Regions from separate parts of the Mus musculus genome. Here all the other regions are linked to region 4. The links are chromatin contacts, called in public HiChIP or PLAC-seq, Micro-C and promoter capture Hi-C maps. All regions are on one chromosome and are shown on one strand. The core of a region is the stretch at or near the end of the contact, and the rest is flanking DNA. Distances in the headings are between cores, read along the strand shown.

What was found. Promoter capture Hi-C pulls out the DNA fragments that hold promoters and counts their contacts. Hi-C and Micro-C count contacts between places; a contact is called where the count stands out from the background. HiChIP or PLAC-seq counts read pairs in DNA pulled down with a chosen protein or histone mark.
Region 1: an H3K4me3 HiChIP or PLAC-seq map of bone marrow-derived macrophages shows a contact between it and region 4, with 2.7 times the contacts expected there. The contact joins the promoter of Fibcd1 here to the promoter of Fubp3 in region 4. A contact is called at or near these places in 2 of 39 promoter capture datasets (liver and stem cell-derived epiblast-like cells), 2 of 115 datasets of contacts at active chromatin or transcription factors (bone marrow-derived macrophages and embryonic stem cells) and 1 of 9 other capture datasets (pancreatic islet).
Region 2: a Micro-C map of embryonic stem cells shows a contact between it and region 4, with 6 times the contacts expected there. The contact joins the enhancer-like site here to the promoter of Fubp3 in region 4. A contact is called at or near these places in 2 of 39 promoter capture datasets (hippocampal neurons and liver), 1 of 484 Hi-C or Micro-C datasets (embryonic stem cells) and 1 of 115 datasets of contacts at active chromatin or transcription factors (embryonic stem cells).
Region 3: a contact with region 4 is called in a Micro-C map of embryonic stem cells, with 3 times the contacts expected there. The contact joins the promoter of Ncs1 here to the promoter of Fubp3 in region 4. A contact is called at or near these places in 1 of 39 promoter capture datasets (liver), 1 of 484 Hi-C or Micro-C datasets (embryonic stem cells) and 1 of 115 datasets of contacts at active chromatin or transcription factors (embryonic stem cells).
Region 5: a promoter capture Hi-C map of liver shows a contact between it and region 4, with 4 times the contacts expected there. The contact joins the promoter of Fam78a here to the promoter of Fubp3 in region 4. A contact is called at or near these places in 8 of 39 promoter capture datasets (the 3T3-L1 cell line, 3T3-L1-derived adipocytes, cranial neural crest and 3 more).
Region 6: an H3K27ac HiChIP or PLAC-seq map of embryonic stem cells shows a contact between it and region 4, with 7 read pairs. The contact joins the promoter of Lamc3 here to the promoter of Fubp3 in region 4. A contact is called at or near these places in 8 of 39 promoter capture datasets (the 3T3-L1 cell line, the HPC-7 cell line, HPC-7-derived erythroid cells and 5 more), 1 of 484 Hi-C or Micro-C datasets (bone marrow-derived macrophages), 3 of 115 datasets of contacts at active chromatin or transcription factors (acute myeloid leukemia, bone marrow-derived macrophages and embryonic stem cells) and 2 of 9 other capture datasets (liver and macrophages).

Annotation. Positions count from the first base shown.
Region 1 is chr2:31,843,605-31,848,346 of GRCm38.p6, forward strand. Fibcd1 (fibrinogen C domain containing 1) reads right to left here and starts at 2,401. Exons shown (of 7, transcript NM_178887.4): 1 at 2,107-2,401. The coding sequence starts at 2,178.
Region 2 is chr2:31,163,807-31,168,351 of GRCm38.p6, forward strand. Gpr107 (G protein-coupled receptor 107) reads left to right here. Exons shown (of 18, transcript NM_178760.4): 2 at 3,215-3,337; 3 at 4,358-4,408. Among named protein-coding and RNA genes, the nearest start is that of Gpr107, 14 kb to the left of the region's middle. Within about 2 kb of position 1,590, at least 107 of the 459 cell types and tissues checked have an H3K27ac peak or open chromatin away from gene starts, as enhancers often do. A contact at or near this core is called in embryonic stem cells and liver, where this site is marked.
Region 3 is chr2:31,244,129-31,248,821 of GRCm38.p6, forward strand. Ncs1 (neuronal calcium sensor 1) reads left to right here and starts at 1,795. Exons shown (of 8, transcript NM_019681.3): 1 at 1,795-2,114. The coding sequence starts at 2,051.
Region 4 is chr2:31,569,956-31,574,343 of GRCm38.p6, forward strand. It overlaps Fubp3 (far upstream element (FUSE) binding protein 3), which reads left to right and starts at 2,696. Exons shown (of 18, transcript NM_001033389.4): 1 at 2,696-2,998. The coding sequence starts at 2,915.
Region 5 is chr2:32,082,196-32,086,483 of GRCm38.p6, forward strand. It overlaps Fam78a (family with sequence similarity 78, member A), which reads right to left and starts at 1,510. Exons shown (of 2, transcript NM_175511.4): 1 at 389-1,510. The coding sequence starts at 711. It overlaps Gm33126 (a long non-coding RNA gene), which reads left to right and starts at 3,074. Exons shown (of 3, transcript XR_374254.3): 1 at 3,074-4,267.
Region 6 is chr2:31,884,616-31,889,241 of GRCm38.p6, forward strand. Lamc3 (laminin gamma 3) reads left to right here and starts at 2,666. Exons shown (of 28, transcript NM_011836.4): 1 at 2,666-3,128. The coding sequence starts at 2,729.

The sequences.
Region 1 (4,742 bases), core at 1,151-3,650, 270 kb after region 4:
GGAGCAGTCTCCTTCCAGTGGGAAGAGACTGCACTTATCCCACCCTGGGAGCAAAGAGAGGAGCTGTGGCAGGGAGAACCAGCCTGTGTGGGTGCGTGGCACGCCGAGGTTTACAAATACACCAGAAGCTCACTGGTCTTCCTCGGCAGCTCAGGGGGTGTGAGGAAGAAGAGGGAAGGGTTGGTCCCTCTCACAGATGCACCAGCAAGGAACACAAGCATGTCAGGGACCACAATATGACAAGAAAACAAGGAAGAAGGCCCCAGGGGTGCTGAGGCACACCTCTCTCCCTCCCATCCCTGCCTCCTGTGACCACAACAACACACAGCGGGCACGGAGGATGGAAGGGGTGACTAATACCCCCATACCCAGCATAGGCCCAGCTGGGCTCTACCTGGTGCAGCTGGGAGCTGGTTCCCAGGGGCAGCAGAGTCCAGGAGGCCATACCTGGCCCATGACACCTTGAAGCCCCATTTCTAGCAGACTCCCCAGAAATCCCCATCCCTCCTCTCCCATGCTCCTCTTGGCGAAGTTTCAAGCATCTGACCTCAGCAATGGCCCTTACCTCAGCTGGGCTTCTGGAAAAGGCAATGGCAGGGGGCAATGGGGGAACTTGTGGCCCCAGGGAACTAGAGCTAGGGGCACAATTTAAAAAACAATGAAATTGCCTGGACTAAGAGCCCTACCCCAGGCAACCAGGGAGGCCTCCAAGAGGGAGCAGCCTCTTTCCTACCCTCTGTAGAACAGGTAGGGTGTCCCTGGGTGTGCAGTGTTTGGAGGCCTGGTGGTGTCAATCAAATGAGAAAGCACATGTCTGGACGTGGGATCCGGCCCAGGGAGGCAAATAGCAGTCAGGATCTTTAAGATACCAAAAGGAAGGAAGACTGGACCAGGTTGGGGTAGCCTTGAAGTTTCCACTGCTCCTTTAAGATCTCAGCAGGAAGGGCCCTGCCACCTGGGGACACAGTGAAGACTGGAAGAGTTAAGAAGGGGGACAGACCACCCAGGGAGGCAATGGAACCAGTCTGAGGTTAGAAAAGTAGAGTCCCTGCTCTCTGGCCCACATGCTGTGTGGCTTGGGCATATTCAACCTCCCTGATCTTCATCTGGGATATGGGAAGTGTATACTAGTGAAGAGCCAGCTTTGCAAACAAGCTAGCCGGTCCCCTTACCAGACCAGTGTTACTCGGAAAGAAAGGCAGGTTGCAGCTTTGATTAGTGAGGAGTGGCCACGCCCACCCCTGCCACCTCCTCCTTCTCTGGTTGCAAACTCTCACTGTTCCTTCCCCAGTGACATCTGTCTGGGAGAAATTTAAAATTTAAAACGGGCAGCCCCATTATCTGCTCTCCTTGGCAAACGGCCTCCTCAATTCGCTTGTCTATGCCAGTCCCTTGATGGCCCAGCCTGGGGCAGTCCTGCGGCCACCCCTCTGCTTCCGACTCCGGATGCCCAGTACCTCAGCAGCCCCTCCCTGTTCTGTCCCAGCTGGTGCAGTGCACAGCCCTGGGCATCCTCCAAGCCGGGACACTTCACTGTCCCTGCAGAGGCAGTAGGGAGAGAGGATCAGCCAGACCCAGGTTCAAATCCCTGTAGGGCTTCGTGGCCTCGGGCTGCAGCGGGACCTCTCTGAGCCTTGCTCTCCTGAAAGTCAGAGAATCACAGTGCCTAGGCTTCTTATAGGAGATTAATATTTACTGTTCCCCAATTGAATTTGGGCGCCTAGGTAAAGAGGGCGGATCTGGGGGGCCGGTCCTGTTCTTGAAGCCTGGAAAGATGTGCGGGGCGCCTGGCACAGGTTAAGGAATTTCAAGTGAGGAGGACCCCCATTGAGGCTGTGGGCGAACGGGACTCTGCGCGCGGTCATCTGTTGGCTGTCCCCAACTGAAGGGCTGATCCACAACCAACTATAGGTCTTCTCTTCCCTCTGCACAAGCAAGCACAGGGGTCTCCGGTGGGGGTGGGGACTGGCTGCAGCGGGTGCCTTCTGCAGGGAGCCCAGAGTTCAAGACTCCGCTGAGGGGAGGAGGAGAGCAGGTGCTCCCACTAAGCTCTGCACAAGCTCACCAAACTCCAGCCCCCACACCCGTCCCCGCGCCCGTGGGTACCTGCGGTTTGTCGCGCGGTCGGTCCTCAAGTTGGGACGCGCTGCCCACGGTCTTCCACCGCTCGTGGACCATCTTCCAGCAAGACCAGCGGGGTTGCGGGGCAAGGGCGAGTGCAAAGGAGGCGAGGGGTGCACAGGGTGCGTTGCACTCGCAGGAGGTCCCCTCGGTGCCGGGGATCCGGGGTGGCCCGGGAGCGGCGGCCGCCAGCTAGGCTGCGTGTGAGCGCGTGTGATTGCTGGGAGCGCGGGCGCGAGCCTCCGAGAGCCGCCCGCGCCGCGCCGTCCCCGCGTCCCGCTCCCGCGCCTCCCGCGCGCTCCGCCCTCTTCCTCCCGGCTCAGTCTCCGCGTCTTCGTCTCGGACCCTCAGGGCCTTTTATTGCTCCCCGCGGCTTCCCGAGCACGCGCGCGCGCCCCCCGAGGGCTCTAAGAGTGACTCCCGCTCTAGCCCGGTCGCTGGGGGGTGAGGAGGACTATTCAGCAGCAGCGAGCGTGACGACAGCCACGGGCTCCTCGAGGAACCTGCGCGCCCTGCGGCGCCCCGCGCAAACTTCCTCTCGGGTGGGACTCGTCTAAGTCCCTAGGAAGGGGCTAGGCAGAGACCGTGTGACCCTTTCGGGGCTCCGAGGTTCCAGTCCCGGGGCAAGTGTGCGCGTGGCCCGCTAATCTCCAGCCCTGTGGCCTGGTGCTGGAGTCCCCGACTCCGCAGCCAGGCTGGCCCCTATGGCATCTGCCCACCCGGAGTCCCGAACAACACCTCGCTCCGCCCCGCCCCCCCCAAGCCGGCCTGGAGCTATCCCAACCGCGGGAGGAGGGATCTGAGCCACCAGTGGGGGCTTCTCAGTCGTCCCTCCCACTAGCAACACTTTTTAAAGCGTTTAATCCGCCCGAGCAGCCTTCGGAGGTAATTGACAAAGTCCTTAATCTGCGCGGTTAACGAGCTGCTGTTGTGACTCCGACCGCGTGGCTCCCACGCGCCCCACGCCGAGCCCCGCCAGCCGCCCTTCCCCCCAGCTCCGCAGAGACGCCTGGGCCCCCCGCTATTTCTTAAAGCTGTTTTCCGGCTTCGGGGCGCTCTGGCCGCCTTGCTGTTCCCTGGCACCGGCGTCGTCTCTCTCCCACCGGTTTCCAGTCTGTTGCCTCATCTTCGTCTACGTCCCTCTTCTCGTCCCTCTAGGTGCCTGGCAAGCGTGGGGCAGGCTTTGCGAGGGTGGGGCCCGAGCCTAACACAGACAGAGTGGTCCCGGGACCACAGCTGAAGCTAGGCACTGTGGCCACGTGCCCTTCCAGACTGTCACCAGCCAGAAACTGGATCCCACAGTCTGCACTTCCAGTGTTCCGGGTGGCTGGGGTCTCCCGCGGTCCCAGCCCGGCTTCCGGACAGTAAGCTGCCGGAGTTACTTACTGCCCAGTCACCCCAGGCTGGGGTCAGAAGCCCACATCCTAGAGGATGAACATGTGTCGCCCTGCACACACCCCTCCCCCATGCTCCCTCATCACTTAAGAGGGTTGTAGGTGACCCAGAGATCCTTCAGGCCTAAGCAGGAAACTGTGATTACTGGCCACTGAACCTCTCTTGACTCAGGTTCCCCTTGTATCCAAAGGGTTAACAGCACCTCACTCTGAAGGGCTCTCTCTTCCGGGGTTCAGAGGCAGGCACCATACATAAGCATCTGAGGGGTTAGTGTTAGCTGGGGTTCATACTTCCCGCTATAAACGCAGGCAGGCTTCTGCTCTCTCGGAACCTGTTTCCTCATTGAGCAAGCAAGGATGGAAATGGACGAAGGCTTCCCAGCGCCCTCACAAGAAGCAGGCATTAGGGATGGAGAGGTAGCTCAGCAGTTAAGAGCCCTGGCTGCTCTTCCAGAAGTCCTGAGTTCAACTCCCAGCAATCACATGGTGGCTCACAACCAGCTGTAATGAGATCTGATGCACATTTCTGGTATATGTCTGAAGACAGCTACAGTGTACTCATATAGATAAATAAATAAATAAATAAATAAATAAATAAATAAATAAATAAATAAATAAATAAATAAGAAGCAAGCATTAATTAAGGATCCCAAGTCTGATTCTGCAGTTCCCCGGGAAGAGCTAGGCAAGGTGTACACTAAAAATCACCCTGGGCAGTCCTGGTCTGGAGATGTGGTCCAAAGGTCCCTGGGTGTACACGGAGAGCTGTCAGCCTGTTTAGGATGGTGATACTTGGTTCAGGGGACGCCACTTTGATGGTTAAGACAAGGGAGGCCAAACTCTGAATGGGAGACACACGCAGGTGTGCATGGGCGCCTTCAGGACATTCTGCTTCTGGGTCTGAGGAAGGACAGGTAAGCGGGGGCCACCTAGTGGCTCCTCCCAGCAGTGTTTGCTGCTGGGACCTGTCACCAACTCAGCAAGAGTCCCCAGTTCTCCTGTCTGCTGGAGTGCAGATAGGGGTGGCCTTGCCCTATCTCCACTCTGCCACAGCTGTGCTCTCAGCTCAGTTGACACTAGGACGATCAGTGGTGGCCCTGGGTTGGCAGGAGCACACTCAGCCCCTGTACACAGCACCAGCCCCTAGTGTACACAGGCCCATCAGCCCCATGGGGAGGTGTGAACGGGATGCACGGATGCAGGAGAAGCTCCTGGGAGGAGCCACAG
Region 2 (4,545 bases), core at 340-2,839, 410 kb before region 4:
CCAAGATAATTGTAGATGAGGTGGTGGGTCGTCTGGGATTTGTTCCCCTAATTGGCAGAGGTGTGTGTGTAAGCAGGGACAAGCCCTGGCACTTTCGACTCCTGTGTAATGCAGACAAGTTCAAAGCAAGATAAAAGATGCACTGTTTATTTGCTTATGAAAGGCATGCAGTGAGTAAGTGCCCAGGTGTAGAGTTCCTGCCTGGGTTGGGTCTGCTTCTCTGGTCCAAGCCAGCACTTACCTGTCTGGGCCTGTTTCTTCCACAGTAGCCTGAGCAGAGCAGCACCCGCCTTGTAGAGTTGTAGGGAGGCAGCTCCCTGTTGCAGAGCACTCCTTAGAGCCCTGCTGGGTCCTGTGCAGGAGGTGGCCAGTGCATCCTCTCTGTTGCTGGTGTCTGGCAGGGTCAGCCTTGGGATGCTCTGGCAGACCCTCTCTGTCCCCACATGAGGATGTACTGTCCCATTGTCAGGGAGCTTGGCTGCCATTTCCAGGAGAGTAGCAGGGAGAGGGCAGGAATACTGAGCTGCCACCCAACTTCTCATCCTCTTGAGCTCCTGATCCTCCTGCCACTGTCTGCCAAGTGCTGGGGTGTGCTACAGGTGTGTACTACAGGTGTGCTACAGGTGTGCACTACAGGTGTGCGCTACAGGTGTGCTGCTGTGTCAGGTGCATGGTGCTCCTCATAGAGCCTCAGTGAGGCTTTGTTTAAAGATGAGGTCTCACTGTGTAACCCTAGCTGTTCTAGGCTTGAACTCACAAAGACCCACCTGCCTCTGCCTCTCATGTGTGTCTGCTGTAAACTTCCTACATGTTGGACAGAGTAGAAGACTTATACTCTGAAAATGGAAGTTTGGGACCAGTGAGATGGCTCAGCAGTGAAAGCCTGATGACCTGGGCCCCCCATGCTGGAAGGGGGGACTGGACTCCTACAAGTTGTCTTCTGACTTTTTCTTTGTACTGTGACATGTGCATACACACACAAGTAAATAAACAAAATACAAGAAAAAAGTAAAATCCGTATGTGCTGAACATAAATGTACAACTCAGGTTATTTCCCCAATGTAAACACACTGTAGCCAGCAGGAAACAATTATTAGTGCTTTTACAGTTTTCTCAAGCCTTGCCTTTCCCTCAAGTGACTGGAAAGTCCCTTTCTCTGAGGAGCAGTCACCGTCCCCTCCAAATCCTGTCGTGTGTGTGTGTGTGTGTGTGTGTGTGTGTGTGTGTGTGTATTGTGAGTGGGCTTGCTTTGCTCTGCAGATTGCTTCTCTGTGGGAGTGTGGGTTTGCCTCAGTCTCCTGTCACTGGGAAGTGAGAGGCAGCACACTGCTCCAAATGCCTAGCTGAACTCTGCAGTAAAGGAAATTCCCAGAGGACCAAAAAAGGGAAGAGGGAGTTGAAAACACTGGCTGGAGCGGGGAGGGGAGGAAGCGAGTGCCATTCTGAGATATTGCAGGAGTCTGGAGAGAGTTTGTATTAGACCGTTGCTGAAGGCCAGTGCTCCAACCCTCAGACCTAGCTGGGATGGGGAGCCAGAGTCAGCCAGGGAATAAGACCCTCCTGGTGGCAGCTTTCCAGGGCATTGTCTCTTGGCCTTGTGGGTGGGGCTTATCCTAGTCCCTCAGAAGGTCCCATTGACAGCCCCTGAGGCCTGGAAACTTGTAGCTATAGGCGAGGGTCCCATCAACAGCTGCTATTGTTTGGGTAGCTCCAGCATTATGAGTAAAGAGCCACCTTGTCACAGGCAGTTCATGTAGTCTCAGTAATGTCACATGTCAGGACGAAGCTGTGTTAGAAGGCTTTGCTGATATCTTGTCCTGGTCCTGAAATGTGTTGTCCTGCATCAGTTGAGACATGGAGCAGGCAGGGGTTGGGCATGTTTCTCTGTGGGCTGAGGCTTGAGCACGCCCGGGATTCCCCCTGCTCAGTTGTCTGTCTCCACTTGACTTGTTCCTGGGAGGGCCTCTGCATTAGCTTCTGCCCTAAGGCCCAGCATACTGGTTATCACTTAGGGTCAAGTGACAAAAGTCTGGGAGGAGCTGAGGGCAGCAGGGCGCTTGTACTTACTTCAACACTCCCCTCCCCTGCCAGAATTGGTTTCTTTTATACATTACAAAATTTTGGGGGTGGGGAGTATTTTTTTAAAGATTTATTTATTTTATGTATTTTATATACACTGTAGCTGTCTTCAGACATACCATAAGAAGGCATCAGATCCCATTACAGATGGTTGTGAGCCACCATGTGGTTGCGGGGAATTGAACTCAGGACCTCTGGAAGCGCAGTCAATGCTCTTAACCGCTGATCTATCTCTCCAGCCTCATAAATATTAAATTTTAAATTATTCTTAATTCTATGTAGGTGTATGTATCTGCATGTGGGTGTGTGCACATGAATGCAGGTGCTCACAGAAGCCAGAGGCAAAAGATCCCCTGGAGTTACAGATGGTTATGAGCCTCCTAATGTGGTTGATGGGAGATGGTTGACGGAAGAGCAGCAAGTGTTTTTAACTGAACTAGGTCCTAGCCTCCAGCCCCCTATGTTTTTTTGAGGGGCCGTTGTTTGTCTTTTTTTTTTTTTTTTTTTTGGTTTTTTTTTTGGTTTTTTGAGACAGGGTTTCTCTGCATAGCTCTGGCTGTCCTGGAACTCACTTTGTAGACCAGGCTGGCCTCGAACTCAGAAATCAGCCTGCCTCTGGGATTAAAGGCATGTGCCACCACTCCCGCTAGTCTTTCTTTTAAACAGGTTCTCACTATATACCCCTGGCTGGTCAGGAACTCAGTGTAAACCAGCCTGGCCTTGAACTCACCCTCCTGCCTCTGCCTCCTGGGTGGGTATTAAAGGTGTGCACCCTGTGACTTGGCCTCCTCTATAAAGTTTTGCCTACCAGAAGACAGGCACTCTTCTTTCAGGAAGAATGCAGGCTGATTAATCATGGTTCACCTTGCTGTGGGATTCACATGTCAACTTGACCCTGACCAATTTGCCCAGAGCCCATACAAGTATGCTGAAATGAATGAGTCCACAGTTGCCCTCTGCAGGGCTTTGACATCTGTCGGAATCCTTTTCAACATTTAAAGGGTAGCTTGTGACAGCTGGGTCTGTCTTTGCACCTATGTAAACTTAGACTGACCACCATGAAACCGGACACATAGCTAGCTTGTCAAGCAAATGAACAAGCTGACTAATGAGACATCAACCCCAATCTCTGTAGGATGATGTGCGGCATAAAGTCCATCTCAACACCTTCGGGTTCTTCAAGGATGGGTACATGGTGGTCAACGTCAGCAGCCTCTCTGTGAACGAGCCTGAGGGAGCCACGGACAAGGATGCTGAGGCAAGTGTCTTCCTGTGGGTCAGGGGTTACTCCATCAGCCTCCTCCCTCCTTGCCAAACTGGAGAAAATTCAGTGTTGACAGTTCCAAAATTCACTGTACCAAAGCACGCTACAGGGCCCTCTTTACTTTTCTCTATTTAAGATTCATTTATTATTATATGTAAGTACACTGTAGCTGTCCTCAGACACACCAGAAGAGGGCGTCAGATCTCATTACAGATGGTTGTGAGCCACCATATAGTTGCTGGGATTTTGAACTCATGACCTCTGGGGGAAAAAAAGCAGTCAGTGCTCAAACCACTGAGCTGTCTCTCCAGCCCCAGCTTTACTTTTATGCTTCCTATAGTCTGCGCAGTGCTGGGGCGGAACCCAGGGCCTTACTCATGCTGGATGAGTGTTCCCAACCTCAGGTTGTGGCCTGTGAGTGATTTATCTGCATGTGCACCTGGACACCAGAAGAAGGAATTGGATCCCATTGCAGATGGGTGTGAGGCACCATGTTGTTGCTAGGAATTGAGCGCAGGACCTCTGGAAGAGCATAGCAGCCAGCACTCTTGACCACTGAGCAGTTCTCAAATCCTGTAGTTCTTAAATAAATATTTGATTAATGATTTTACTTGAGCAGCTGTGTCCTTCTTACAAGAGAGCCCTCAGGCTGGAGAGGTGGCTCAGCGGTTGAGAGCACTGACTGTTCTTCCAGAGGTCCTGAGTTCAATTCCCAGCAACCACATGGTGGCTCACAACCATCTGTAATGAGATCTGATGCTCTCTTCTGGAGTGTCTGAAGACAGCAATGGTGTACTTACATATAATAAATAAATCTTTGGGCCTGAGGGCGCAGGGCCAGAGAGAGAAGAAAAAAAGCAAACAAGAGAGCACTTAAGAAAAATGAGAGGCCAGGCAGAGGGGACTGCTTTCTGTGTTTGTTGCTATTTAACTTAATTTTGCGCTTGGAATAAGAAAGGCAAGGGCAGAGGATAGTGTGAGGGACTTAGTCTGTCCTCTCTTTGCTGCCCTCAGATCGGATTCAGTCTGGATCGGACTAAGAACGATGGCTTTTCTTCTTACCTGGTAAGTTGCCTTTTAAAACATTTTTTTGTGTGTTGGTATTTTGCCTACATGCTTGTCTGAGCAACACATGCTTGCCTGGTGCTGTCAGAGGCTCCCCTGGAACTGAGTTACAGTTATGATCATGGGTGCTGAGAATC
Region 3 (4,693 bases), core at 545-3,044, 330 kb before region 4:
ACCCCTGGGTTCCTGTAGAGCATAGAACTGTCCTTGAACTCATTATATGGCAGCCATGGTTGCCACTGAGTTCCTGATCCTCCTACCTCCATCTCCCAAGAGATGACAGGCCTGGCTCACAGCTCTCTAAGGCTTCAACTGTTAACCCATGGTCCAAGGTTTCTGTCTGAGCAGGATGTTCAGGTGAGGCTGGCCAGCTCTGAACCTCTTTCTGTGGCTTTTCCTTCGTGTACATTTTGAATCGATCCTCAAAGCTGGGACACCCTGCTCCAACCTCTAGCGAGAATTCCTTTAGCTGTGGCACAGCGCCAGCTTCCAGGATCCATGTCTGCTCACTTCCTGTATCGAACGGGCTCTTCACACCAACAAGCTGGGACCTGGGTCTGGCCTGGGCTCATGTAAGGGAAGGAACCGAGACCATCTGAAGGCTGGAGACATGCAAGAGGTGGGGTTGAAAGGTACCATCGCCCCAGGCAGGGTTTTACACCCTCTGAGAGGGAAAAAAAGAAATTCTGTCCGTGATTGCATCCCTGCTGGCTCAGGAGGGAATGGCTTCATCTTGCCATGGTCTTTCCAGGGCTCTGGTTCCTGGCATGGGTCATTCCTCCCCTACCCGATCTATTTTCATGCCTTTCCCTGAGAACTCTTCCTCCTAATGTTGTCTAAGCCAGTTGTGAACCAGGGATCCTACTGCCTCCCCACCCACTTCCCTGTTTAGCTGGGCTGGCTCCCTGGCCTCTGCTACTAAGACTGGCTCACAGAAGTTGCCACTGGCCCTCAGGGCCTTCTGAGAGCAAGACATATTTCTGCTCCCCTCCCCCTGAGGCTCATTCTTTGGAAGAAGCAAGCGCCAATGGACTAAGAGGTCCAAGTTTTCCTGAGCTGTTAAGGAGACAGAGTTGGGCAGAAAGTCAGGAGAGGTCTCAATTACGATGACATTTTGGGAGGAGGGGAGAGCAGGCCATCCTTTTCCTGGAGTCCTTCCCCAGCTGCAGGCTTCCAGGCATGGAGCCCCACCAACAGGCTCTGCTCCCTCTGGCCACTTCAAGCAAGCCCCACAACAGAGAAGGTTTGAACTGCAAGTACTCCTGGGCACCGGGGACAGAGGCCAGGTCTTTGGGGAAAGCGGCTTGCCAGGCTGGTCTCCAGAAGCTCTGGCCCTTCTGCCTGGCCTCAGATCATTCCCAGCCTTGCCTGGAGCCCCGGGTGTAGAGGCTGCTCTCCCTCCCAGGCCAGACCCCTTCCAGGTTGATACCCCATTCCTCTCTCAATCTGAAGTCACTTCCCTCAAGGCCAGGCAAAAGTGTTCCCACCGAAACCCATGCCAGCCAGCACATCAGGATGCTCCTGGAGAGGTCTGGGATCGCGTCTGTCCTCTTGGCCGCCAGGTCCCCAGCGCCCAACACATCTAAGTGGAATGAATGAATTGCGCCGGGCAGGGATTTGGCCTCGTTCACGTCCGATTTTCCGGGCCCTCCCTGCCCACGCCGCTGCGGAGAGGGGGGAATGGATCGGCGGAGGGGGCGGTGCGGCGACCTCCCAGCGTCCCCGGAGAGCCAACAGGAGAGGGGGTGCCTCAACGCGGAGCTCGCGCCTGTCGGAGCTGGGCGGGAGGTGGCGCCGGGCGATGAGTGGCGGCTCCGAGTCCACCCCTGGCGCGCCGGTGCGGGCGGGAGGCGGGGAGCGTAGGGGCGGCGGCGGCGCAGCAGTAGCGAGCATGTGCTACGCAGCCCAGTAACCAGGGACGACCGCGGCAACCGAGCCCCGGCGGCTGCGGCTCTCAGCCCCGCGCAACTCCTCGCCGTGGCCGCTTGCACCGCCAAGGCCTGGCCCTCGCCGGGTCCCCGAGGCCCCTTGAACCGTCAGCCGCGGTCGCGCAGCACGCCGGAGCCCCGCGCACGGGACGCGCGGGCACGGCCAGACAAAGGCGCGGCCCCGGCCCGGCCCAGCCCGGCCTGCCGGCCTCCGCGCACCCCGGCCCGACCCAACCGCTCCCGCTGGGCGCCCCGAGCGGGTCCGGCCCGGGGAGCGGGGGCCGCGGCCGCCGAGCATGGGGAAATCCAACAGCAAGTTGAAGCCTGAAGTTGTGGAGGAGCTGACCAGAAAAACCTACTGTGAGTGAGCCCCGATCCCAGATCCCCGATTCCCCATCGAGCCGCGACCTTCCCTCCGCCCTTCCCGGCCGCGCCCCTGCCCCGCACCTGGCCCATTGTTCTATCCGCGCCCCCGCCCCCGGCCATGGCTGGGTGTCGCCTGTCAGCGTGCTCCAGGGACCACTCTGGGTCCTCAGGGCATCCGCAGCCCACCCGCTGCTCCCCTCCTGTCCGAAGGACCCGGGCTGTGCCGGGGCGGGGGGCAGTGGTCCCAGGAGGGGGCGCCCGGGCGTTGTGTGGCTCTCCTGCTTGGAGCAGGGTGGGTGGGTGATTCATGCTTAATGATGCTGCTGCGGCTCCTGCCTCTTGCGAGGTTGGCCTGTCGCCCCCTCCCTGGCAAGTGTGACTGTGTTGGGAGGAAGAGGGCTGGCGAGACTGGTAGAACGCTCAGGTAGTGACGGTAGAGGGCCAAGGGTCCTGGGCGCCCTCTTAGATGTCGCACGGTTGGGCTGTATTCTCCATCCCCCCTTCCCTTCTCCTGTCTCTACCGCACCAGGAAATGGGTTTACATGGCCCGAGCTGACGAGCGAAGGAAGGTCTGTCCCACTCCACGGTCCACTAGATCAGTCCCAGGCGTGGCTCTCCACTTGCCCAACTTCACAGATCTGCCTCTGCATCTTTAGTGCCTCCACACCAGGTGTCCCCCCTCCTCGCAGCCTCTCCAGGGGTGGCCCTGGAAGTGGGTCCTGGGAAGCTTTGGCTGAGCGCTCTGCATCACCCGGAAAGACAGGCAGTTAACTGACAGCTCGGTGTAGATGGAGGCTCTGGTGCAGTGCATGGTCTCTGCTCTCACCCCCACCCCCACCCCCGGTATCGGTCTTCTGAGCACGTTTGCAGGTCTTGGTCAACCTAGTGCCTTAGCCCCATGCTCCTCACTCTCCCAGACTTAGAACAAAGGGGGCTTTACTGCCTGGGCTCTCCTGGCCCCTGTCCTGAGGAGTTGGACACCTTGGAGGTCACATCCAGGAGAACTATCCTTCCCAGCCCAGGCTGCCTACTCTCTCTTTCCAGATTGGGTGGGTAGCTTTTTCTAGCTTGTTGCTGTTTGTGAGGTTAACTGGACCCTCGAAGGTGTGGCTCACAGCCATTAGCAGGTAGGCTATTGGTGGGACACCCTCCCTCCCTGAACGGGCCAGGACCCCAGGGTGTGGGGAGGGTAGAGGGCTCCATGGACTTCTCCAGGAACCATGGCATGTGGTGTACCATGCTGTCTCCATGATGGTGAGGCTGGGGGCCACCAATGAGCCCTGTGAAGTCAGGGTCCTGCTTACTGAGTGTGTCATGCACCATCGGCTGTGTCCTTAGCACAGCTGTACATCAACAGCTTGTCCTGTTCTGGGCACTCCAGCTGCTCATAGAGAGGAAGGCAAGGCTGGGAGATGTGAGCTGGCATCCCTGGCTTATGCCAAGAGCCCTCTGTGCCTCTCTTTCCTACCCTGGCCCAGTGCTGGATTTGAAAGACCTTTCGTTCAGCCCCATCTCTGAAGGGCTGGCCATTAACTTGGGAAGAATGGGGCCAGCAGAACTCTTGTCAGGCACTGGCCTGGTGAAGTTCCGCTGAGCTATTTTTAAAGGGCTTTTGTGATGTGGAGCAGTTTTGTTCAGGGATTGAGGCAGTCTGGGCACTTCCCCCTCATCCAAGGCCTCACTTAGGGCTGGGGGACTCACTTGCTTCTCTCTTATCTCCCTGTGAACACCAGCTCCCTCCAGGCAAGTCTATGTGGTTGGTCCACAGCTGCGCTCTCTCTCTCTCTTTCTCTCTCTCTCTCCCCTCTCTTCCAGGGAAATACTGAGTAGGGAGTTAAGGGACGCATCATCCAGGAAGGATTCCCAAATGTCACCATCTCCTATCCCTGCTGCTTGGCTTGCTCTTCTCTTAGGTCTGGGCTGAGCTCTGGAGTTGAGTTCTTGACAGTGTGAATTATGAGGCCGGAGAGATGCTTTGTGCAAGCATGAGGACCCGAGTCAGGTCCCCAGCACACACCTATGTAAGCTGGATACTGTGGTTCATGCTTATAACTCCAGCACGGGGAAGGCAGACATAGAGGGATTCTGGGAGCTCACTGGCCAGCCAGTCCAGTGAAATGGCCAGCTCTGGGTTCATTGAGAGACACCAGCCCAAAGAATAAGGCGGAGGAGCTGGAGAGATGGCTTAGCGGTTAGGAATGAGCACTGCTCTTCCTTAAAGACCAGAGTTCAATTGCCAGCCCCCACATGTGTGGCTCACAACTGCCTGTAACTCCAGCTCAATGTGAGCCACAGTCTCTGGTCTCTATGGGTTCTGTATTCACACACACAACTGCTCCAAGCTCCTTGCACATAATTAAAAATAAAACAAACCTTTAAAAGCAAAGGAAGGTGGAAAGCTGTAACATCCAGCATTGACCTCTGGCCTTCAGCTGCAATCGAAAGGGTAGAATACATCTACACACAAACCAACACACAGAACAAGAGTGAGAGTCATATATTGATTTTGGTTCTTGGTTCTGGGGAGACCCAGTTAAAGAAACATAGCCTGGCACATACTCCAGGTCCCTGAC
Region 4 (4,388 bases), core at 1,446-3,945:
TCGTTGGGGGTTTGCTGATGGTTTCAGAGTTAGTCTGTTATCATGGTGGGGAGTATGGTGGCACGAAAGGCAGGCATGATGCTGCAACAATAGCTGAGAGTTGTATATCTTGATTTTTGGGCAGAGAGAAACACACACTGGACCTGGCTTGGGCTTTTGAAACCTCAAAGTCTAGCCCTGTGACATACCTCTTCCAACAAGAACACACCACTAAGCCTTCCTAAACAGTCTACCAACTGAGAACAAAATATTCAAAGACAATGCCTATGGGTGCAGGGTATTCTCGTTCAAACCAAATTCTACCCCCCACCCCACCCCTGCCCCCAAGCTCTGGATTACAGGCATGGACTAGCAGGTCCAGCTTTTTTTTGGTTTTGTGTTTTGTTTTTTTTCAGACAGGGTTTCTCTGTGTAGCCCTGGCTGTCCTGGAACTTACTCTGCAGACTAGGCTGGCCTCGAACTCAGAGATCTGCTTGTCTCTGCCTCCCAGGCACTGGGATTAAAGGCGTGTGCTGCCACTACCTGGCAAAGTATTTTAAAAATAATTTATGTGTGTGTGTGTGTGTACCACATTTGTGTAGTGCTCAAGTAGGACAGAAGAGAGTGTTATATTCTTTGGAGTTGGACTTTAAGAAAGTCCTGAGCCATCTGATGTAGGTGCTGGGAACCAATAGCAGCAAGATCTCTTAGTGGCTGAGCCATCTCCCCTAGCTCCAGAACCATGTGGTTTCTGGAGACAGACCTCACATCTGTGCAGCAAGAGCTTCCTTTCCTGCCTGAGCTGTCTCTCCATTCGGAAGAGTCGTCTGCTGGTCTCTGAGGCAAAGCTACTCACAACCAGTATGTATGCAGTTTGTTTGGGTTTTAGCTGTCTTGAGACAGGTTCTACCACAGGCTAACCCTTATTGTATAGCTCAGAGTGACCTCACCTTCTTATCCTCCCACCGAGTCTCTGCTGTCAGTCCTTTGTTCCAGCCAATCCTAGCTAGGCATTTATTTCCTGAGTTTGAATCACATTTGAGTGAGTATGCATTGCCAAAGTTATCTATTCAAAAGGGCAGAAGGAGTTCCAGGACAGCCAGGGCTATACAGAGAAACCCTGTCTCGAACACCCCCCCTTCCAAAAAAAAAAAAAAAAAAAAAAGGGCAGAAGGGAAAAACAAAAACTCTGTGCTACTTGTGCTTTCTTGAAAGCTTTAAATTATCCTCAATGTTTTAGTAAACAAATTAGACTGGGCTCCTGCCTGTAGGCCACTTGGGTGGTGGCAGCAACATTTCTGCACTCACTGTCTAAGATGCTTCCCCTGTCCTCATTGGACAAAATTCTTTACGTATTCATTGAACAGATACCAAGCGCCAACCAAATCAACAGGGGGTTTGTAATAAGTGTTAGATAAAGAGACCCTGGATAGAAGAACATCCCATTTCTACTCATCAGGGCCAGCCAGTTGGGAGTATGGAAGAGTGGACAGTGTTTCCTCAGAGGTTGGTAGGACAAACGTCAAGTAGGGCCAAGTCTGTCCTGAAGATTGAAACTCTGTGTTTGCTAAACTCAAGCATAGATGAAGTGAAAACTCTCCACCATCCAGAGTGCCAGCTTGGTCTCCCCTACGGGTTTGGAAATGATCTGTCTAAAGTGATCAACCTGTGCAGTTTGGCCAGCTTCTTTGATTTTGCCATAATCTAGGAATCATTCAGAGTCAGCGATATTCAACTTAGAATTAGTTTCCTAAGCATCTGCTATGTGCCAAACTCTAGGAATCCAAGAAAAAAAAAAAACGAGAGCCTCAGGGTTGATGAGGTGGCTCCGCGGTGTGGGTGTTTGCTGCCAGACCTGATAACCTGTTTGATTCCCGGGACCCATATGGTGGAAGTATATAACCAACTCTAGGGAGTTGTCCTCTGACTTTCACATGTATGTGGTGACACATTCTACACGCACACACTGAAACGAAGAATGGAAGGAAAGAATAGTAAATTGAGTTTCAAGTAGCTAGCTGCGGGTGACCTAGAACATGACCTTGAACTCCTGAACTTCCGTACAAACCCACTGCCCATACATATTGGCACAGTGGGGTGTAACTTTTTGTTCTGACGGAGGCAGGGGGTTCTGAAGTGAGACTCCCCCCTTTTCCTTCCCCTCAAGCATTCAAACATTCCTAAAGATCTCTTGCCTCAGCAGGCCCGGAAGCAATGATGGTCCCACGGTATTTCCTGTTACCCGGGTGAAAGAATGTGAAAGAGGACACCAGGCTTCTTTTGAGCAGTGTCATCAAACCGATCCTTGGCAAACTGATGGCCCATTCTGGAGCCTGGGACTCCCTGCAGCAAAGGCGGAGCCCTGCCGTACTAAGGGTCCTAGTACCAAGTAAGGTGCTCAATCTCAGTCAATGCAGCACACCACGACCCCACTTCGAGAGGGAGGGGGCTGCCAGTGCACCTCGACGGCTTGGGTAAGGTGTTGGAAGAGCCAAGTCCAAGTTTCTCCTCCGTCAGGTGGCAAAACCACACAGCGGGGGACTATAAGGCCGCACCTGCGCCGCGGTGGCGGTCCCACGCTTGCTAAAGGCCTGGGGCCCACGCCTTTGGAGGGCGGGGTCGCAACCTGGTCTTTTTGACGGACATCTGCCTGTGCCCAGGGCAGGCCCCCCTCGCGCCACGGCCACGCCCCCACTTCCGGCCGGACAGCGGTCACGTGCTTTGAGACCCCGCCTCACAGACGCTGCTTTCCCCCAACCTATCTCTCTCTCTCTCTCTCTCTCTCTCTCTGTCTCCCTCTGAGCTAGCAGTGCCTTCCCTTCGCTTCCCTTCCGCCGGAAGTGGGGCGACTTTCCCTTTCCGGCTACGGGTCCCGGAGCGGAGTGGGAGGCCGGACCGGGGGAGCCGAGCGACGGCGGTGGCGGTGGGCTTGGCTATGGCGGAGCTGGTGCAGGGGCAGAGCGCTCCGGTGGGCATGAAGGCTGAGGGCTTTGTGGATGCCCTGCACCGGGTCCGGCAGGTACGGGCGCGGGAGGCCGGGGGCGGGAGGCCGCTGCGCCGACGCCTCCGGTGGGCGCCTAGGGCCGCGAGTCGCGGGAGGCCCGGGCGGTTCCCTCGGGAGCTCCGGGGCCAGAGGAAGCTTTTGCCAAGCGCTCCTGGCGCCCGCGCGCCCGACTGCACCCAGCGGCCTGCTCTCCATGATTCAGATCCCAGCAGGTCCTGGTTGTAGACCCCAGGCATCCATCTCACGCCCTGGACGTGGCTTCTGCAGCTTTGGGAAACCTCGCCTTCCACTTAATGCATTTCAAGCATATTGGAAGAAATTCGAGGATATTTTATATTTGAAATTCTCTATTTTGCAGAGAGAAGGGGAGGTGTTAAGTGGGTGGTCCTCGAGAGTTCCTTCTGGCGATTAGTCTTAACTCTACTGGGAAGAGTGTGGGATGGACTCGTTCGGACCGTGAAACTACCATCTGGCAATATTGTGCGTTTTGTCAGTGAAACTGGCTTTTTAGAGGACTTAGGCTTCTCTGAATGAATATGGGACCTCTCTGGCTCCTGGCATGGTGCCTAGTACAAAATTGTCCTTGTATTTTGCCTGAAACTTAGTGACAAGTTACCCCGACGCTCAAACTTTCCTCTATCCAGTGATGTTTATCTTCTCTGACTTTGTCAACTCTCTGGTTCTTTGAAAGTCGGGCTGTGTAACTAATGACGGTTTGGTTCCTAGTAGAATACCTGCCACAGGACTCATTGTTGGGAGAGTTTGACCGGTCACGTGAAAATGGGGTCTTTTCATCACTTTCCAGTAGTCCTTCGAGGAAACCCTACCTGTCTCCCCTATACTTTGCATATTAATACTGATGGTTCTGTAGACATTGTTTTATAACCTACCACAAATGTTGGACTCACCCAAAAGTTTCTCTGGTGGGTTGTTACTGCCTAGTTGGAGCAGTGAGTATCCAATAGTGTGATGATACTTCAGTTACTCCATGATTGTAATGGATGACCTTGCGCCCAGCTCCGCATCCACCGCTCTGCTCATGGGCATGGTTTTCCTTTGCTGGACAAGACCCTGAACCCTGTTTTTCACTAGTTGGTAAGATGTACTGGATCTCTCTCAATGCTAGAGTGTCAGAGCCATCTTGTTGGCTTTCTTCGACCACTAACAATTACAGTCGCTGCTTTAGGAAGCTCAGGGCCTCCTTAGTTGAATGTAAAATAAATTTGTTTTTTTGTTTTTGTTTTTGTTTGTTTGTTTTGTTTTTTTTTTCTTCCGAGAAGGTCTTTCTATGCAGTCCTGGCCGTTCTGGAATTCACTCTGTAGACCAGGCTGGCCTCAGACTCGGACATCTGTTTCTGCCTCCTGAGTATTGGGGGGTTGGAGGCTTTTTGCACTGCTACCCAGC
Region 5 (4,288 bases), core at 260-2,759, 510 kb after region 4:
GCAAAGTCCTGTGCAAAGAAGTCTGGAAGCTGTTTTGAGGCTTCCAACCACTCCCATCAGCTAATGGGTTCATGGAGGCCTGAGCCTGGGGGGCAGAGTGATGACTTCTCTGGTGACCCCAGATGGCCCTGACACTTGCTTTACCAAAGGGGCACAGGTTCTTGTTCTCTCAGCATCTTGCCAGGGAGGACAGAACAACCCTGGGCACCAGGGATAATGGCAGGGCAGGTCTAGCTGAGCTAGGACCCTAATCAACATAAAGGCTCCCCAGAGTTGCCTGACCCAAGAAGGCTTGGAGACAGTTCCACCCCTGCCTAAAGACCCCTGCAGCCCTGCTCCAGCCTCCCCGAGCCTTCAAGGCCCCCAGCCTGTCCCCAGGAGTACTCACATGCCCTGCTCCCCGTACTGGTTGTAAAACTCCATATGGCTGCACGCCTGAATCCAACCAACGATCCAGGTCTCCTTCTTGGGAATGGGCGGCATGACCACTTGGGCTGAGGCCCGGAAGTGGGGTGTCCGATAGCGCAATACCACGCTGGAGGACTCGTCGATGCTGGTGGGGATGGGGTCGATGGAGGCTTTCACATCAATCACGGTAATCCCTTCCCGGAAGACTCTGGCTTTGCCTCCGATGCTCTGAATACAGCCCATGGCACACAGGACCGCTCTAATCTCCAGGGAAGGCCAGCAGTCCCAAAAATAACAGGGCATTGAAAGGATGGAGGTTGCAGGACCCAGTGCAGAGCGCTCAATCTAATCTCAAAACTCAAAATCGAGATCCATAGGCTAGAGAACTTAAGGAGTAGAGGAGGTTTGCATAGCACTGCCGGGTCCTGTTATAAATATGGGTTCTGTTGCATCTCAAGAGCCCTGGGCTCCCTCTTCTAGCAGTGGGCAAAAGCCACCGATATTCTTTGGGTTTAAAAAAAGAAAAGTTTGGAGTTTAATGGAGAAGCATGTTTTTCTGACATCCAGCGCTGCGTCCTCACACTTGGGGATGGCAGCTCGGACACTCTCCCTGAAGTCTTCGCAGGAAGCAGACGGGCTCTGCCAGGCACATAAATAAGGAAGGCTCGGTCCCCGCGCGGTCGCGCCACCCTCGCTGCAGAACGCCGACTTCCTGCCCTTCTGCCTTCCGCACCGGCTCCCTGGAACACACGCGCCCGCCCGGCGGGGCCCAATCAATTGCAGCGTGAGCTCCGATTCAAGCGGCAGAGGTCCGACGTCCTGTGAGGCCCGTATCCACCCGCCCTTCCGAGAGGTGCGCTCCGGGTTAGGTGCTCGCCAGGTCCCCTCCGGCGCCCACTCGCGCGTTCCTCTGCCACTGTCGCTGTAGCCGCTGACTGCCGCGCAGGGCTCCGGGACTGCACTCGGATATCCGCCGCCGCCTGCTTCGCCTCGGCCGCCGAGGACCTGCAGAGAGGTGGAAGGCACAGGGCGGCAAAGTTGAGCCGAACTTTACTGCGGGGGACTCGAGGGCGCGGCGATGCCTGTGCGCCGGGCACGGGCTGTGGAGCTGACGGCGCAGCTCTGGGCGGTCTCCCCGGAGGTGGCGCCCCCCTCCGCCCGCCCCGTCAGTGGCGGCCGCACGACTGCGCGCACCAGCGAATAATCGCCTCCCGTGACATCTCCGCTGACACCGGTTTAGCTCGAGGGAGGGGTGAGGGGTCGTTCAGACTGCCACCGCAGTGGGTCACTAGGACCTCCCGGCTCGGGTACTGCGCATCAGTACCACGCCACCAGCGTGAAACGCCCCTTCTCGCTCCAGTGTCTCGATCCCCGGGGCCTCAGTGCCAAGCCCAGGCCGGTCTTTTAAGGCATTCTGCCCTTTGCCGGCAGAGGTGGCTGGACACCAAGAAGGCGTGTTGCCCCCCCCCCCCGCCCCACCGCGTGCCTCGGTTTCCCCTAACCAAGCTTGAGCCTTAGCTGAGCCCAGCGCGTCCCGAGCGCGCGCCTCCGCCGAGGAACTTTGGCAGTCAGGTTCCCACCCAGGGGGCGTCACGAACTCACCTGCCCCTAGGGCCGCTCCAGGTGCCTGGGTCACCGCCCTCCGGTCTTCCCTAACCTCTCTGCCCGCACGTTTTCGGGGCGCCCCCTCCCCTGGGCAGTGTCCCCTGGCTCTTATCTACTAGGGTCCGGGGATGGCGTGGGCGCCTCGGATCCCCAAGCCCCTCCTGGCTCCGGGCTGCTGTGGGGATGGCCGGGGGCGGAGGGCTGAGGCTCGGGGCTCTCTCGCCCCCACCCCGAGCGCCTCCTTATTTTATGATCATTATGAGCGTGCTGTCACCGCTCTGCCCCGCCGCCGCGCCGCAGCCGCCTGGCGCGCCCCGCGCCGCCTCGCTCTGCTGCAGCATCGGAAAGGCAACCAGGTCAAACTTTGCAGAAACTCGGTCCCTGCGCCTGTCTGGCCCCTGTGTTCGTCCGCAGCCGCGCGACAACGCGCACCGGCGCACGCAGGACCTGCGCTCGCCCGTGCGCCCCGTGGGATGCAGGTCCGCAGGCGGTAGCGTGCAGGCGGGTAGGCACCGCCTCCTCCTCCAGCCCGCCCGGCTCTCCTCCCTAGCTCTGGCACTCAGCACACTCTCCCCCCCCTCTCTCTCTCTCTCTCTCTCTCTCTCTCTTCTTTCCCACCTCTCTGCAGCTGCTGGGGGAGTTGAGCCTCTTCTTGCATAAACGACATTTCCTTTTTTTCTAACCCTAGGAATTCTGGGTAGTGTAGTTCTGTCTTTCTCGGGTCCTGGGGTTGGGGGTGTTCCTATTGCCCTTTGACTTCTGGATGCCAGCAGCTTTCCAGTTCAGGAGACTTGGGGCACTGCCCTGGGGATCCTAGCTGCCGGAGTTGGTGGTTGGGTGGAAAGCATGGAAGTTTTGGGAAGCTCCAAGACTTGGGAAGGTTTGGAGGGTGGGAAAAGTTGGTGTCTCCCAACCCCCAAACCCCAACCCTGTATTGATCATGTTTGTATCTTCAGCATGGTGAGAGGGTTGTCAGCTAGTTGGTCCCAAGTATGTAAGAAATTTACATTCATCAGACATTGAGTCAGAAAGTTCTTATGTATGTCTCACAGAGGAAAAAAATACCCAGAGAGGAAGACTGAAAAGGCCTGCCCACCACCCCAATCTAGCAGGTATCCCTGCTGAGACCATCTGGGGGTCAAAAGGAGTAGAGAGCCAGAATCTAAGTAGCCTCAGGCCCTTAGCTCCACCCCTACCAAGCCATTAGCTTCTAGATAAAGGATAGTTTGTGACATCAGAAAACCTGCCAGTCACACTAAGGGTGTGCCCCACCACGGCCCCTTAACTCTGACTTTCAGGGCTGTTTGCAGTAGGCACAGGTGGATACCTGCAGTTAGTCCCAAAGCTGGAGTCCACTGACCGCCTGGGAGGGCCAAAGATGGAGGGGGCATCTCTGAAACTTTGGGAGGGTCTGTGAGGAAGCCACACAGGAAATGGCCAGTCAAGGTGGCTGCTGTCTTTCCCAGCCACATTCTCAGCCTGACCATTGTTAATGTCCCATGGTCCTAGCTAGCTAGTGGGGCAATGTCCGTTTCCCATCCAACTTTCAAGTAACTAGTACACCCAGGCCTGCCTGGTGTGAGACTGCAGCAGCATATAGTCCCTAAGGGCCTCATGTACGGTCTGCAGTCTTTCCTGGCCTCCCCAGGTTCCACACTACATACTATTCTTCTGGGAACCCTTCCGACCTGCAACACCTCGTGCCATTAGCTAATCACTGCTACTCCGTGTATACAGAAGGAAGCCATTGCATCTAGGGATGACCATCTAATTTTCCATCACCCCAAATGCCTGGAACCTGTTAGAGCCCAGTGGCCACGGTACTTCTATGAAAACTCAGATGTTCTCTCAAAAACAAGACAAGATCCGGGCTGCTCCAGGTGCCTATGTGTAGTCCTGTATTTCTTAGGGAAAAGATGCCACAGGCAGGCTACACTTGCCCAGCTACACAGGGAAGCTCCCTAGAGGCGGTTTCTTGGGGAGCAGTTCTCCTGAAGCTCGTGAAAGTGATAGTCCTTTCAGGGGTCACAGCTTGCAATGGTGACAGAGCACTATAGAACCAATTCACTGTGTGAAACACCAACAGCATCTTTATCGTTCGTTTTGACCCCGGGGAAGTGGACAATAGAAAACCAGAGACCATGAGAATGAACTCTGGGTCCTGGCCCCATTCACACTGCCCTCCAAACCCACAATCCTGCCTGCTAAGACTGGTTCTTCTGACGTAGGACTGGCTACCAGAGCGGGTCCACAGGTAAGAATTTGTGCGGCAGAA
Region 6 (4,626 bases), core at 1,416-3,915, 310 kb after region 4:
TCTGAGCACCCACCCTTCTGCCTGGGAAGAGACTCCCCAGGATTGACGGTGTCTGTCCTGGAGAGCAAATACAAGATGGCTGCCATCCCGGAGGCGATTGGAGACTTGACTCTGCCGGCCTCCAGCTGTGTGCTCCTGGGAGTCACTCTTGTCTCTGAGACTCCCCTGGAGTCTGCCAATCCACCAGATTATATAGCCTAATCTGGCATGCTGTCCCTAGGTGGCAAGGGACAGGTCTGGTAGAGAGTCAAGGGAACAGTTTGTGGAGCTGAGACAGGCAACCGGCCCTGGACTCCATTCCCATCTCCGTCTGGCTTCTTGGCTGGTTGCTGGTCAATTCCACACAGCAGTGCAACCACGGGCCACCACATTTTTGCCTTCTAGGAGGCAAGAGAGGCCTGTCCCTGTACTGCAGCCAATGTCGCCACCAGGTGGTTGACATGGAACACCTTAGAGACTTAGAGACTTAGAGAAAAGCAAAGCAGGGAACCTGAGGCACCACTGAAACCTCCACTGAGATCACCAGCCAAGGAAAGACAGACGTTCAGGAATGCTGGCCCGTTTGGTGGCCATCCAGCAGGTCCTGAAAGAGGCCATCACTTCCAGCCCGGGACCCAAAACCAGCCTGGAGTTCTGTGTACCCCACAAACATGCCCTGGCTGCTGCAGGGTGCAGATCTTGAGGATACCAGAGTGAAACACATCCGGCTCCTGCCCCTTGACAGTACTCAGCCTGAAGCCCTGTACAGGACAAAGACAAGTTCATGCCATGGGACTGCTACCACCCAAGCCCCATCACCAGCCCCTGCCCTGCATGCCAACATGATGGCCGGCTTGCTAGCCTCCTGGCCTTGACAAATGTACAACACCTCTGTGATCGTCTTTCCTTGATCATTCTGCCCAACTTAACCTCTTTTAGGAAGCCTACCCTGACCATGTGGAACTGGTCACGGCTCCCTCTCCTAAGTCCCCACTTTGGTATGCCAGCTGCTGTGGCTGGCTGGTCAGCCCATCATTAGTAGCTATGATGTGACAAGCACCATCCCTCTTATTGGGCTGTGAGACCTTTGCATCCTGCCCAAGCACAGAGAGGACGGACAGAGGCCCTGCTCGCCAGAGCCCAGACTAGCCAGCCTTGCAGGGTCCTGGAGCTATTTCTTAGCAGCTCTTGGCTTCGCTATAGTGATTATTTTCAATGATCTGGGAGTTGAGCAGCACATATTGCCCCGATGCTTAGAAATTTCTGTTGTATGTGCTCAGTGGAAGGTTGGAGGGACCTCAGAGGCTGCCACACAGAACACTGTTCCCAGGGAAGCCACTGTCACTACAGTACAGCTGGTGCTGACTGCAGCAGAGGTGTGTGTGTGTGTGTGTGTGTGTGCTCGTGTGCACATGCGTGCACCATTAGGGCTATGGTTAGCACACAGGGATCTCAACACAGGCTATAGAAGTGAAATATGTAGAGAAACCTTCTTTCTCTGGGACCTCATGTATACCAGAATATTCGTCCAGAAGGACAGAAGCTAGCTCCAGGGACCCTGGCTGCAAAGGCAGATAGAAGGAGAAGATTCGGGGGCAGTCTTAGTGAGACAAGGTGTGGGCTCTGCCACAGCCCCATGGGTGATACAGAAGGGGCCCAGATATCATGTGACTAATGGCTTCTGTGTTGTGCAGTGTGGGTCTCTCGCCTACTCAGTCTCTCAAGGAAATCAATAGAAGCCTTGTAGGTTGAATTGAGACAGTATCTAAGGACCTCACCCAAGCTGAGCCCTTGATTAAGAGATATTAGGGGTGCAGGAGTCTGCTCTGCAGACAGAGGCAAAGAACATGGGCCTCCTTGGTGGTCCGCGTCCACAGCAACAGGAGTCCATTTTCATCCCAAACTTGCCTTTGTCCTCCTCTCAAGGTGTCCTTGTGATCCTGTATCTAGCTAGCAGTGTAAGGAAGGAGGCCCCAGAGGGGGCTAGCACAAGGCTCCCTACCACAATTTGCCCTGTACCCCTGACTACCCATGCCAGACCCCAAGAGAACCACTTCCTTAACCCTGATCATAACTTTCATGCAGGGTTGGAGTCTTACTGGATCTATCCAACCGTGGCTGTGGGAATCTGACGGTGTCCCGCTCCCATGGGATCATTTTGTTTTACTGTCTACAAGGGCCAGAAGGTGCCTTGGGAAGGACATTAGTTTGGTGGAGAGAAGGGGAGGCCTCTGTTGATAAGAGGAAGCCTTTTGATAAATCCCAGGTGACAATATCTGCTTTGGGAGGAGACGCCAGGAGCGCAACACTTTTGACAGAGAACACTGGACAGGTACGGAGGAAAACTGCCAAAGGTCATTCTGTCAGGTGAAGACCTGCGCTTGTCTTGCCTTTCAGCTCAGGAAGGTACACAAGTGCAGAGCTTCCATAGAAGAGCCGCATTAGCAGAATAACTTGGTGTCTCTACCGAGACCATTTTGCAGGGAGGACTGTGGAGCCAGGTTCACAGTTCCCGAGTCCACGACCCAGCCAGAACAAGCAGGCACTCCCAGGCACGTCCAGCAGGTGGGGGTGAGCACGAAGGGACGGAGCTCGGATGGTGGGGTGTCGCCTGCATGGGTCCCGCCCTCAGATGCCGTCGGGTTCCGCCTGCAGGGGAGGACTCCAGGGGCCAGTGGAGCGCAGAGGGGCTAAGCGCAGACCGCAGCGTAGAGTGGATCCCGGAGCAGTGCAGAGCGGGGCGAGGACCATGGCTGTATCCAGGGTCCTGTCCCTCCTGGCAACGGTGGCATCGATGGCGCTGGTGATTCAGGAGACACACTTCGCGGCAGGCGCGGACATGGGCTCTTGCTACGACGGTGTGGGACGCGCACAGCGCTGTCTGCCTGAGTTCGAGAACGCGGCGTTCGGCCGACGCGCCGAGGCCTCCCACACGTGCGGACGGCCCCCGGAGGACTTCTGTCCACACGTGGGGGCACCAGGGGCTGGGCTACAGTGCCAGCGCTGCGACGATGCTGACCCCGGACGACGCCACGACGCCTCCTACCTCACAGACTTCCACAGCCCCGATGACAGCACCTGGTGGCAGAGCCCATCCATGGCCTTCGGGGTGCAGTACCCCACCTCTGTTAACCTGACCTTGAGCTTAGGTAAGCATGCACCCTGTCACCTTATATCCAAACCATGGAGGCCCAGGCAGAGGGCTGTGCACGCTGGGGCAGACTGCAGCACCCCACGGGTAAGGAGTCAGAACCTGCAAGCCCTGGGTAGCAAGAGGTCAGCCCAGGGGGCTCCCCTAAGGGCTTGGGGGAGCAGAAGGCTCCCCTCAGCTGTGGAACTGGGTACAGCAACAATTCCCTGGAAGAACTGTTAAGGAAGGTGGGGGTCATACTTCCATGATGATCTATCTGATCCATCCTCTAAGACCCGAACTTGTAATCCGGTCAGCTTCGATGCCCTGTGGACGGACCTCTGACGCTGTGAGCAGTTTGGGAATGGGCGTTAGGGCAGTTGCCACCAAATGTGAATGCTGTAGTACCCTGGGCAGGACAGCCAGTTTCTTCCTGCCACTGGATAGCCAGCCTGGGCGTTTCGAGTGGCCCCTCCGCATTGTTCTTGATTGCTCCACCCAGACTGAGGCAAGATGAGGGAGCACAAGGCCCTTGAGGCTGGGAACCCAGGGGTCCACTTCTACCTTGAAACTGGACTATTCTCTACCCACTCCAAGTTCAGATGAGCCCAGCGATCTCCTCAGGTTCCTTGCTATGTCCTGAATACTGTGTAAATCTTCCAAAGGTTTGATAACTTGGATTTGGTATTTTCATAACTCATTTTGACACTAAACGTGACCTGAGGCGATTTCTAACCTTGGTGTATCCTAGTAAGGGCCAATATTCATACATTTTGTTACTGGATCTCATTTGAGAGCAGCTTACAGCCGCAGAATGAAGCCTGTGAGCTAAGCACTCTTCCCCTGAGCTACATACATCCTCAGCACGCCTCTGAAAGTCCAAGGTACATCAGGAGCAGAGTTTGGATAACATCTAATGAAACTATGCCCCAGTGAAAAGCTGGAGGCTCAGAGAGGTTAAGTGCTTTGTGCAGAGACACACAGCTGCTAAATGACAGTCAGGACCCACACATTCCTGTGCAATGGAGGTCAGAATATAAACTTGGCATGTGCTGTACCACCCACGACTACACTGGCTCTTCCTAGCCATGGGTGGCAAAGCCCTGGCACCACAGCTTTGTCCTCAGAAAAGGGAGGTGGGAAGAATATTTAACCCCTTCAGCAGCATAGGCAGGCACATTCCCTTTGTATCCCAAACCCAGTTCCCAGGGGTGAGGACACATTCTCTCTACTGTCTGGAGCCTGGATGGGGTGGGGTCTGCCCAGACAGGAAGCAGGAAGCTAGGGGAGGTGGTGGCCAATGGGGCTGGCAGGACCTCAAGGCCATGGGAGGAATCTGGGGCAGGGAAGGAGACACTGTGTTCCCTAACAAAGGCTGTCACACGTGCCCATGAAATCCAGATGCCAAGGAGGGAACTCTAGCCTTGGGCACCAGGGCCATGTGGTCAGAGTGGGAACCCTGTGTTTGCCCTGTTTACACACTGCTGGGCTTTGCCTGATGCAGCTCCTGCAGCCTT